Regions from separate parts of the Mus musculus genome. Here regions 1, 2 and 4 are each linked to region 3. The links are chromatin contacts, called in public promoter capture Hi-C maps. All regions are on one chromosome and are shown on one strand. The core of a region is the stretch at or near the end of the contact, and the rest is flanking DNA. Distances in the headings are between cores, read along the strand shown.

Region 1 (2,882 bases), core at 66-2,565, 1.1 Mb before region 3:
AGGAAAGAATTCAGACAGAGTAGTAGATAATAGTACATACTATATATTTCATTCCCATGCAACAGGAATTAATTACTCAAATAGGCTGTCGATAGTGAGAAATTTTAGAATAGTGGCGTTCCTGTGGAATTGTGCTGAAATAGGATGTGTGCAATGGGACTGGAAATTTTCCAGACTTCTCATCATGGTTTGTGTCTGGAGGGGGGTTTAGGAAAGGTATTTGTCAAAACTTACCATATAGATTTATACATTTTACTGATAGCAAATTTTGTCTCAGAAAATTAAAAGGACAGTAAAAAAAAAAGTGGACTTCTCGTTTTTGACATGGGTACTGGGAAGTGAAGTTCCTCACAGGTCCTCAGGTTTGCAAGACAAGTACTCTACAGGCTGAGTTATCTCTCCAGCACCAGACTTTCCTTTCTTACACTGGATATGTCAAAATTATAGATGTTTATCTTTGATGTTGCTTTTGCCCACAGATACTGCAGTGTCACAGAAGCATACACACACACACACACACACACACACACCTCCACACCTCCTGGTCATTCCAAACATCACCTGGATGGATACTGAGTGAAGTTCTCATCACTCTTCTCGGGGCGGGAGATGTTGTATTGATCTTTGTTTATTAGTGCCTCCCTCGGGAAACCAGACAGTATATTTAAGAAAACAGTTACTTGTGCTGCCAAGGATGCACAAATGCAAAGCAGTGAAGTTGAATTGGCAGCTGCTTACAACACATCTGAACCAAGACGCTTGTTTTGGGATTCATGGTATAAACTGCCATTCTGAAATTCAGGTTACTGTTTATTTATTGCTGTGTGGTCCCTAATACGCTTACAGTACTCTCACAGGAGCTCTGGAGTGCCTGGTGTGTGGCTCTTAAGATAGGCATTAGGGTCTAGTTTTGTTCACTGTTGTATTCTTGATGTCTGGCATAGACAGGGCTCAGGTCTGACTTTAAGAAGGACTCCGACCCCTGCACTCTTTTCTTGAGTGCCCTCCTCCAGCCCTACCATCATTCTAAAGGCCCTGGCCTTGTCAATTTCTTCATTGTCTTCACCACTAACAATTTATTTTGCTCATTTATTTATTCATTATTTGTTTTTACATTCGTTCCACACTCATCACTTAGGATTCATGAGTTTTACTCCCCTAGTCTCATCTATCCCACCTCCTCTCCTCACCCCGCCCCAGACATGCCCCCTTCTGTCCCACCCCCCTCTCAGGCCAATCGCAGCCGACAGGCCGGGCGGGACCGAGGCCGAGGCGGGGCTTCGATCTCAGTACCCCAGGCGGCGCCCCCGGCTCCGGAAACGCGCTGCCGGGCTTCTGGGCTCCGCCAGGCACTGGCGGCTCCGTGGCGCTTCCTGCCACGCCGGGCCTGCTTACAACGCGCCCGCTCTTCTTCTGCAAGGGCCCAGAGTCAGGCGCCGTGGGCCGGGTGAGCGTGCGGACTATGGGAGGGATGTGCAGCTCGAGTGATCATGAGATTGTGTGCGTGAGCAAGGATGTGTGGCCGAGAGAGCGTGTGGGGCGGCAGGAGGCTGTGCTGGGAGGCCTGTGTGAATGCGTGGACCACGGAAGAATATAAGGGGAAGGGAGCGTTTCGTAGAGTGGGATGCTGCTGGGCCTTGGAGCAAACCAGGGGTCAAAAGAAAAGGTCTTTGGCGGTGGGTGGGCATGGCGAGGCCCGGAGGCCTTCTAGTGCAGGGCTGGGGGCAGCGGTCCAAGGCGGGAATCGCGGATGTGTTGAGGCCTGTGTTGCTCTTTGGAGGATGCTAAGCACTGGGGACGGGTCAGGAGCTGGGGGTGGACACACACACACAGCCCCCAGCGACTCGGAGTCCTTGGGGCTGTCTTTAGGGCTGAAGGGACTTTCCCCTAGTGTGGGGGGAGGGGTTGGGCCTCTGGGGCCCTGAAGAAGGATCTGCTTAGGGGCTGGGGGGAGGGGAATCTACCTTTCCATTTGAGTGGTGACTGCACGGGAGCAGGTACGTTTCCTGGGGCAGAAATTTGGGGGTGTAGAAGGGAATTCTCGCCAGATGAAGAGACCTTTTAAGGTGGCCCTCCTTGGAACCACATTTTCTGGCACCACTCCATTGCCCCCTTCTAAACTCCTTTGCTGGTTGCTCCAGTCTATATTTGGGTGATTAATTACATGTCTTTTTTTACACACATGCATACTCCCACTTGCCTGCTGCCCAAAGCCCATGGTCCTTTTCAGTGCCCCCACCCCCATTTCTGGCGCTCTTCCCAGAGGGCTCACCCTGTGCAGCTGATACCCTCTAACCAGATTTGGACTCAGAGGCAGGCAACCCTCTCCAGTCTCCTTGGTCAATGGAACATTTCTTCTTAAATCTCGGTCTCTACATTTTCCTTTAGGAGAAAATTTCAAATGGGGCTAATGGAATAGTACCTCTCCTGGTAGGACTTACCTTACCTTACCCCCTCTCCCATTGGACATTATTATAGAAACAACATTCAGTGTCTGACAGTCTGGTCCATTGCCCCATAGTGGCCTTGAATCTGTATTTAGAATCACATAGAGCAGTGATTTCTAGCCTCCTGTTAATGATAGACCCCTTGGAAAAATCAGCTAAATAGTGTGAGTTCTCTTGTCAGAAATCTAACCACCAGCATAGCCTGAGAAGGAAGTTCCTGGGTAGGAAAGCTGTCTGATATGAGATGTGGGGGCGTATCCAAATTCTAAACAGGTTCAATCTATGTCTGCATGTTGAAAGATAGTAATTCTGTACAGCCACCCAGACCTGTGGCTCTACCACTAGAATTTTCACTGAATCATTAGCCTGGTTTCTAACAGTGATCCAGCCCTTGTAAAACTATCTGGGCCCCTTAGATGGCCCAGTGCAGCTGCA
Region 2 (2,700 bases), core at 6-2,505, 1.2 Mb before region 3:
AGTACATATGTGATATATCACTGTTCTATGGGATAGGTTGTCATTTAAGAGAGAAATTGGTATACTGGCTTTTTTCAGAGGGAGGGAGGGCAGGAGGGCAGGAGGGATGGAGGGAGAGAGAGACAGAGAGAGATTGATCAAGACATTGATGGTTTTTAAAAATTATTTCTTTATGTGTCTGTGTGTTTTACTGGGAAATGAACTCAGGTCCTCTGCAAGAGCAACAAATGCTCTTAAGCAGTAAGCTTTCTCTCAGGCCTCCATTGATGCTTTTAAATGATAGGTCTGCTATGCACAATTCTATTTTTTGGTTCACGATAAGAGTAGAAAATTAACACATCCTTTATTTGCTGAGTTCATTTGACTTTTGGATCAATGGATTGCTTTTTTAGAATTTGGAGGATAGGATCCAAGTGTATCACACCATGAAAAACTAAGGAGAAGACAAGAGAATTTGCGAAATGAAAATTAGCTTCTGTTGTACATCTTGACAAATTATTTTCAGGCACGTAATTCTCTACTAGGTGCAAGTATATAATCCTTTATATATAAATTTAATAATGTACACTCCCCCCTTTTGTTCAAGTTCTGGTAGGTAATCATTTGGACTAATTGAGATAGTTCAAAATAAAGTAAAAGGAATCCCTTCTTTGTTTTTAAATACTTGGTATAAATTGAAACACATGCATGTACAATAGCTAATTTAAAGTGCCTTTGGTAGTGCATGTCCTGCTAAAAATCCTTCATGAAAACTCTTTCAAAATCAATGTGTATATGATTGCAGGTGATATGTATATCAATGTGTATATGATTGTAAATAAGCTGTAAACTAGCAAAGGCTCCCACCATGGCAGGACCTGTACTAGCTTGCTCAGTCAGGTCTCATGTTTGTTGAGGAAGTGAGGGGTACGATGCTAATCCTGGCAGCAGAGAAATCCTTTGCATATTTGACTGGCACTGGACCCGCCCCCTCCATTTGCGTCACTCAAGCCCCACCCCCGCAGAATTTAATTCCATACGGGGACTGTTTGGGTAGGCACCCAGCCCTTCTTCCTTGATTGGCTTTTATAGTCCTCCATATCCCTCCTTCAACAGCACTTTGCACATCACTGTGGCTACAGCAGAGCGCTGGGGCGCCTGAGGCGGAAGCGGAGGTGATGAATTGTGATCCCATTGTGGGCTAGGCGCAGCGTAGCGTTAGTCATAGCTGTTCCCCCTCAGCCCTCCCTCAACCGGAAGTAAGGCGGCGCGGCTAGCCGGTCAACATGGCTGCGGGCTCTGCGTCCTCCTTGGGCGGCGGTGCCTGGCCAGGCTCAGAGGCTGGGGACTTCTTGGCACGCTATCGGCAGGTGTCCAACAAGCTCAAGAAGCGCTTCTTGAGGAAGCCGAACGTGGCCGAGGCCGGGGAGCAGTTCGCCCAGCTAGCCCGGGAGCTGCGCGCCCAGGAGTGCCTGCCTTATGCTGCCTGGTGCCAGCTGGCTGTGGCGCGCTGCCAGCAGGCGCTCTTCCATGGGCCCGGGGAAGCGCTGGCCCTCACAGAGGCGGCCCGACTTTTCCTGCGGCAGGAGTGCGACGCGCGCCAACGCTTGGGCTGTCCCGCCGCCTACGGGGAGCCTCTGCAGGCGGCCGCCAGCGCCCTCGGCGCCGCTGTGCGCTTGCACCTCGAGCTCGGCCAGCCTGCCGCCGCTGCTGCACTGTGCCTGGAACTAGCTGCTGCCCTTCGCGCAGTGGGCCAGCCGGCCGCTGCTGCCGGTCACTTTCAGCGGGCTGCCCAGCTGCACCTGCCCCTGATGCCACTGGCCGCACTGCAAGCGCTTGGTGATGCTGCCTCCTGCCAGCTGTTGGCGCGCGACTACACAGGCGCCCTGGCGCTATTTACACGCATGCAACGCCTGGCACGGGAGCATGGGGGCCACCCGGTACAGCAACTCGAGCTGCTGCCGCAGCCGCCTTCTGGGCCCCAGCCACCCCTGTCGGGACCCCAGCCGAGACCTGTCTTGGGCTCGACCTTGCCCCTCCCGCAGCCCCCGGACCACGCCCCAGGCTCTGTTGCGCCTTCACCTGGCACACTCGGTGCCTTTGCTGACGTCCTAGTCAGGTGTGAGGTGTCCCGTGTACTGCTGCTGCTGCTCCTGCAACCACCACCTGCCAAGCTGCTGCCCGAGCATGCCCAGACCCTGGAGAAGTACTCCTGGGAGGCTTTCGATGGCCATGGCCAGGATACCAGCGGCCAGCTTCCTGAGGAGCTGTTTCTGTTATTGCAGTCTCTGGTCATGGCTGCCCAAGAAAAGGACACTGAAGGCATCAAGAAGCTGCAGGTGGAGATGTGGCCACTGCTAACCGCTGAGCAGAACCACCTCCTCCACCTCGTTCTGCAGGAAACCATCTCTCCCTCTGGACAGGGTGTCTGATAAGTCACCTTCTTACCAACTTGTTTTATCTTTGGGGACAGGTGATGAAACATGTGATCTAGCTTCTGTTTTTTTTGTCTGTTTTTGTCTTGTTTTTCTTTTCATTTCTATTGCTGCCATGTTAATTTGGCTTTGTGTGCCTAGCAAGTTACTTAAATTAGTGCCCTCCAATTCCATCCATTATTGCCTCGAATGAGAAAACTTCATCCTTAAGGCTGGAGGAGATTCTACGGAGTAATCTTTCTTTATGCATCTGTCAGTTGCTAGATAATGTTGATTCATTTTCCTG
Region 3 (2,700 bases), core at 36-2,535:
CTCCAGCCATAACCTCCAAAGTTGCCTTCGCTAGGGGCTGTACATTACGAAAGTACTAAAGCTTTAATATAATTCACCTAGGACATCCACTGTGGGCAGCTAGATAAAATCTGGTTACGGCATCACACTCTGTATATGGGACCATCGTATCGTACTCGGGTGTCTGCCAGAAACTCCACAATGAACTGAGCACGTTTGATTGTGCAGATGATGGAGTTCAGCTCCGGCTCTCTTCTGGCCCAGTTGGGTGATCCCCGAAAGTCCCTTCTCTTCTAAAGGTCTAGTCCTCATGGGCCCAATGCGGGGAAAGTGCGGGATACAAAGGGATGGGTTAAAAACTTGTAGATTAGCGCGCATCAAAGGGACTCGCGGCGTACAAGCGTGAAGCATGTCCCTCCACCGACATGCCATCAGACCACCCCTTTACCTGAGTTTAGTTGCCGCTGCCAAACACGTTCACAGATCTGTAGCGCACAGCCAGTTTCCGGGGGCTAAGCTTCGCTGGCCCATTTAACGCAAGAGGGCGTGTGCTTTGACTGAGCTGACCCGCCTCAGGAGAGGCAGGAGGGGAGGAGCTTCGGGCTAGTCTATCATTGCAGGAGGAGATGCGCGCGCATCCCTGGCCAGCCCCGCCCTTTGGCCTTCCCCGATGCCGCTGCCCCTACAATTTCGAGATCGCAAAGTCTTGTCATAAGTGCAGCTCCACACAGTTCTCCTGGGTCCCCGTCTCCTGTGTCACCCAGCCATTATGTATGGCCTAGCTTTCCGCTGGACCTTCGAGGCCCTGCACCTTCCCGGATGACCCCACTTCCGTTAGCAGCATAGCCACGCCTTCCCTAGCTGCTAGTTTGGCTTCGGAGCTGGACTTTCGCAGCTTCCTCTAGGCTTTTTCCTTGGTGGGGGCCCAGCGGCAGAGAGCCCAGTAGCAGGACCAGACTGAAACTTGGGTGTTTTAGTGCGGATGCGGTGCCTTGAAAATGGGGTAGGGGCGAGTGTGGGCGTGGTGACGCACTACTTTAATCCTAGCAGACGGGAAAAAAGAGGCAGGTAGATCTCTGAGTTCGAGACCCTGGTCTTATGGGACCCTGTCTCAAAAAAAAAGTGTGTGTATAAGTGTGTGATGTTTATCAGTGAGGAGAGCTCTGGTGTTCTGCTGGCCGACGCAGGCTGGCGATCTAAGACTTTTCTTTGGAACAGAGTATGGCACTTTGGGGTTTTGATTCACTGGTTAATCTCCAAGCCTTTGAGTCTGTGTTTTACTTCCGGATCCCGCACTTACGACACCGGAAGCCGGAAGTGGAGTTTTCCACTGCAGAGAAGGGAAGGGTGACCGCCTGACTAGGACTTTCTAGGAGCTCCGGTTCTGTCGGAGCGGTCGGATCCCTCTGCTCCTGCCCTCTTCACTTCTGGCCGACTCTGCTGACAGGTGTGGTCCTCTTCTCCAAAGACAGGGCTCCATCGGTGGCTGTTTCGTAGCTTCCGAGACTCCAGAGGTCCACACCCTTCCCCCCACCTTAGGCCCAGTTTGTTCTGCCGCAAGCTTCTAATTATTCGCTACCCAGATTATTTAGGCTAGTCGGATTGAATCTGCCCTTCCCTTCACTGCAGCTGTCGCCTAAGGGCTTGGCCCCTAGTGCTAGAACTCTTTAGGTAGCAGACATTTTCTGTTGATCAAACTGTTTCTGAAACACGTTTTGCACTGTAGGCCAGGTAGACCTCGAACTCAAAGTTCTGCCTCAGCCTTTCGAGTGCTAGAGCAACAGGTGTTCGCCATCAGGCTAGGCTGTTTATCAAACTTGAGTGCATTTGAAGTCTTTAAAAAGTTTTCACGTGTACCTTCACAACTAAAGGTCTTACCTTCTGCACCTCAGTTTACTTTGCAAATGATTCATAGTAATCTGTTTGCCTGTCCTCATAACATTTATCTGACCTGAGAAGGAATGTGTTGTCTTGGCATTTCCTAGGAAAAAGGAAGGACCAGAGAGGGCAAGGGAGAATAGTTGGTGGAGAGGAAGGAAGGGAGTATAGGTGGTATAGGATCTTGTAGGCTGTTGTATGGACTTTGCTTTTTAACACTAGGAGAAATGGAAACTCTGAAAGAGTTCATGGTAGAGAAGAGAAGTAGTTTGAGTTATTTTTGAGGTAATTGGCCCCAGTGGGGCCAATTAACTGCAAAGGGCCATTGAAAAGGCAAAGCATGGTGACCCGTAAAGAGATTATTGCAGTAATGCAGGTGAAAGATGATAGCGCTGTCAGCCTTGAATTACTGAAAAAATTTAAAATGTACAAAAGTAGAAATAATAATATAGTAAATTCCATGTACACATTTCTTAGCTGTGACTATCAGCTCATAGTTAACTTTAATCCACACCCCATTACAATCCTTTACCATGATTATTTTCTTTTCTACAGAAGATGTTATTTTATGTGTATAGGTGCTTTGCTATGCTTTCCTAGTGCCCAAGGGAGTCAGAAGAAGGTTTCAGATCCCCTTGGATTGGAGTTACAGATGTTTGTGAGCCACATCTGCAACAACAAGTGCTCTTAATCCCTGAACCATTATCTCTCTTGCTCCACCCATTGCGATTTTCAATAACAGCTTTCTTGAGACATAATTGGCATGCTACAAAAATTACTATTTGTGTGTGTGCCCCCCACATGCATGCATGATGTATGATTTGTACAGGGAGCACAGGTGCC
Region 4 (2,700 bases), core at 103-2,602, 1.4 Mb before region 3:
GCCCCCACAAATACAAAAAGTTAGACTATCAGAAGCCAGAGGAAAAAAACAGACCCAAGGGTTTGGGTTTCAAATCTCAAAAGCAGCTTTTCAAGACCCTGGATGTACAGCAGGCAGAGTAGGAAAGGCCTGTCAGATGCTGGACCATGCTTCTATGAGCTAGCCAGTGGCCCCAAGGATAGCAAAGCATGCAGGTCCCATGGTGGTGAATATGCCTGAAGCCCCTTCCCATGGAGACTGGCATCACCCAGATGGTGCGTGCTACGTGGGGAGTGGTGGTGGGTGTGTTTGAGCTCATATGAGCTCATGTGGTATCTATCTACCAGGTGTTGCTTGCCCAGCTCTGTTACTGGACTAGATCTAGAAGGGGACTCACCAGGGGGAAGAAACCTCGGAGCCCCTGCTTCCTGGCCTTGATCAGGAGACAGAGCTGGAGGGGCCACCACAGCTTTCTGGTGCCCTTCTGTGGAGACCCCTGAGCACTCTGCGGTCCTGAAGTCTATTCTCGAGAGAGAGAGAGGGACTGGCCTGCATTCAGGATGTCACCTGGGGACAGCCAAAGGCAGGAGGAAACTGAACACTAACTCACAAACCCCAGATTCAGAGGATTGAGGTGGGGTCTCCTGTGCTGGGGGAGCAGGGGTGTATTGGGGATGGGTAGCAGCAGGTGACGTCACCGGAGGCCCCAGGTTGCCCAAGGCCTAGGCAACAGACACGTCGTGTGATCCTCATGCGCCAATGGCCCAGCTGTCTCCCAGGCGACGCAGAGGGTCTGTGCTCCAGCGCCACAGCACCCCCGCCCCAAGTCCGCACTGCAGAGAGCTGTGGCGAGCCGCGCCGGCGCATTGGACAACTTGCGGGGACCAGAGGGCCAGAGAGAGCAAAGGAGCTGGCAAGAGACCCTGGAAAGGAATGGTGTTCGACCCCGCCTCCTCTCTGAGCAGTCTGGGAACCTCGCTGTGGGACTGAATTGAGGAAGCATCTTGCCTTAGGAAGAGGTACCAGATTCTAGGAGGAAGCGGCTGGCCCAGGCAGCCCCCTCTGCCCAATCGGGTGGGACTGCTGCAGCCTTTGGGATGGGGAGGGGGCTGCAGTGGGCCCAATCCGGTGGGACTGCTGCAGCCTTTAGGGTAAACAGGAGGCTGCAGTATATAGTGATGGGAACCTATAGAAGTGTCTTTGCTGGAGGCAGGTGGAGGCTGGGTGTGGTAGGGAGCCGAGCTGGAGTGGGGGTGGGGCGGGGGAACGCATTAATTTCCTTTGGCCCTATTTACAGACTCTAGAGACCCGGAGGAGCTACAGATCTCCTGGGACTTGCCTCAGATTTATGTGCATCACATCCTACTCACCCCCTCCCCCCACATTAGAGTCTCTTGAAGTTGGGGCCATGCCATTGAACCTGTTGCAAGACTGGTGTAGGGGGGAGCATCTGAACACCCAGAGGTCTATGCTGATCCTGGGGATTCCAGAGGACTGTAGTGAGGATGAGTTTGAGGAGACTCTGCACGAAGCTCTCAAGCATCTGGGAAGATACAGGATCATCGGCAGGATGTTTAGGAGGGAGGAAAATGCCCAGGCCTTTTTGGTGGAACTTGCACGTGATTTTGACTATGCTTTGGTGCCCAGGGAAATAGAAGGAAAGGGTGGGCCCTGGGAAGTGGTTGTAAAACCCCCTCATTCAGATGATGAATTTCTTAATAGACTGAATCACTTCTTAGAAGAGGAGAGGAGAACAGTGTCAGACATGAACAGGGTCCTTGGGACACACTCTAATCATTCACCTACCAAAACGACTATATCAGCAGATTTCTGGGTCTGGGCTCAGACTCTAGGTGCAGTGATGCAGCCTCTGCTAGAACAAATGTTGTACCGAGAACTAAGAGTCTTTTCTGGGAACACCATATCAATCCCAGGGTTATTGGCCTTCGATTCCTGGCTTGAACACACCACTGAGATGTTACAGATGTGGCAGGTACCTGAGGTAGAAAAGAGGCGGAGGCTGATGGAATGCTTAAGAGGCCCTGCTCTACAGGTTGTCAATGTGCTCCGTGCCAATAACGCTGCCATTACAGTGAAGGAGTGCCTGGAGGCCCTGCGGCAGGTATTTGGCTCTGTGGACAACCGAAAAATCGCCCAGCTGAAGTTTTGCAAGGCTTATCAGGAGCCAGGAGAGAAAGTTTCTAGCTTTGTGGTGCGTTTGGAGACCCTGCTCCAAAAAGCCCTAGAGAAAAATGCAATATCTCGAAAGAATGTGAACCAGACCCGCCTGAAACGAATTTTAGGTGGGGCTATCCTTTCTGCAAAACTTCGAGAGAAACTTAAGATGCTGAAACAGCGTAGAAGGCCACCTGGTTTCCTGGCCCTAGTGAAGCTTTTCCGTGAGGAGGAGGAAGAGTGGGAGGCCACTAGGGGTTCAGAGAGGAGCTGCTATGAGGGGCTGGAGTTAGGCCCAAGTCCCTCTAACATAGGCAGTGAGGAGAGAGAACTATTTGTTCCGGCCTTTGGTAGTGTTCTTGAGGAAAGGCCTTACCAGGGTTCCCGCCGCCGCCGCCACAGGAGGAGAGGCCAGCACAGAAAGGGAGGTGTGCCCAGGGATGATTCTCAAGGCACAAGAAAGCAGAATTATGACACATTCTGCTATAGTTGTGGGGAAGATGGCCATATCAGAGTACACTGTTTTAACCCTTCCAACCGGACCTT

Evidence for each region. Promoter capture Hi-C pulls out the DNA fragments that hold promoters and counts their contacts.
Region 1: a promoter capture Hi-C map of liver shows a contact between it and region 3, with 6 times the contacts expected there. The contact joins the promoter of Zfp275 here to the promoter of Ikbkg in region 3. A contact is called at or near these places in 4 of 39 promoter capture datasets (the HPC-7 cell line, hippocampal neurons, liver and 1 more), 2 of 484 Hi-C or Micro-C datasets (B cells and CD4 T cells) and 2 of 9 other capture datasets (adipose tissue and liver).
Region 2: a promoter capture Hi-C map of pre-B cells shows a contact between it and region 3, with 9 times the contacts expected there. The contact joins the promoter of F8a here to the promoter of Ikbkg in region 3. A contact is called at or near these places in 5 of 39 promoter capture datasets (the C10 cell line, cranial neural crest, hippocampal neurons and 2 more), 1 of 115 datasets of contacts at active chromatin or transcription factors (astrocytes) and 1 of 9 other capture datasets (liver).
Region 4: a promoter capture Hi-C map of liver shows a contact between it and region 3, with 6 times the contacts expected there. The contact joins the promoter of Pnma3 here to the promoter of Ikbkg in region 3. A contact is called at or near these places in 5 of 39 promoter capture datasets (the 3T3-L1 cell line, the SN4741 cell line, frontonasal cranial neural crest and 1 more) and 1 of 9 other capture datasets (adipose tissue).

What each region holds. Positions count from the first base shown.
Region 1 is chrX:73,341,305-73,344,186 of GRCm38.p6, forward strand. Zfp275 (zinc finger protein 275) reads left to right here and starts at 1,316. Exons shown (of 6, transcript NM_031494.2): 1 at 1,316-1,447.
Region 2 is chrX:73,227,051-73,229,750 of GRCm38.p6, forward strand. F8a (factor 8-associated gene A) reads left to right here and starts at 1,256. Exons shown (of 1, transcript NM_007978.3): 1 at 1,256-2,700. The coding sequence starts at 1,266. The coding sequence ends at 2,411.
Region 3 is chrX:74,428,396-74,431,095 of GRCm38.p6, forward strand. It overlaps Ikbkg (inhibitor of kappaB kinase gamma), which reads left to right and starts at 1,286. Exons shown (of 10, transcript NM_010547.2): 1 at 1,286-1,426. It overlaps G6pdx (glucose-6-phosphate dehydrogenase X-linked), which reads right to left and starts at 485. Exons shown (of 13, transcript NM_008062.3): 1 at 428-485.
Region 4 is chrX:73,063,435-73,066,134 of GRCm38.p6, forward strand. It overlaps Pnma3 (paraneoplastic antigen MA3), which reads left to right and starts at 1,353. Exons shown (of 1, transcript NM_153169.2): 1 at 1,353-2,700. The coding sequence starts at 1,388.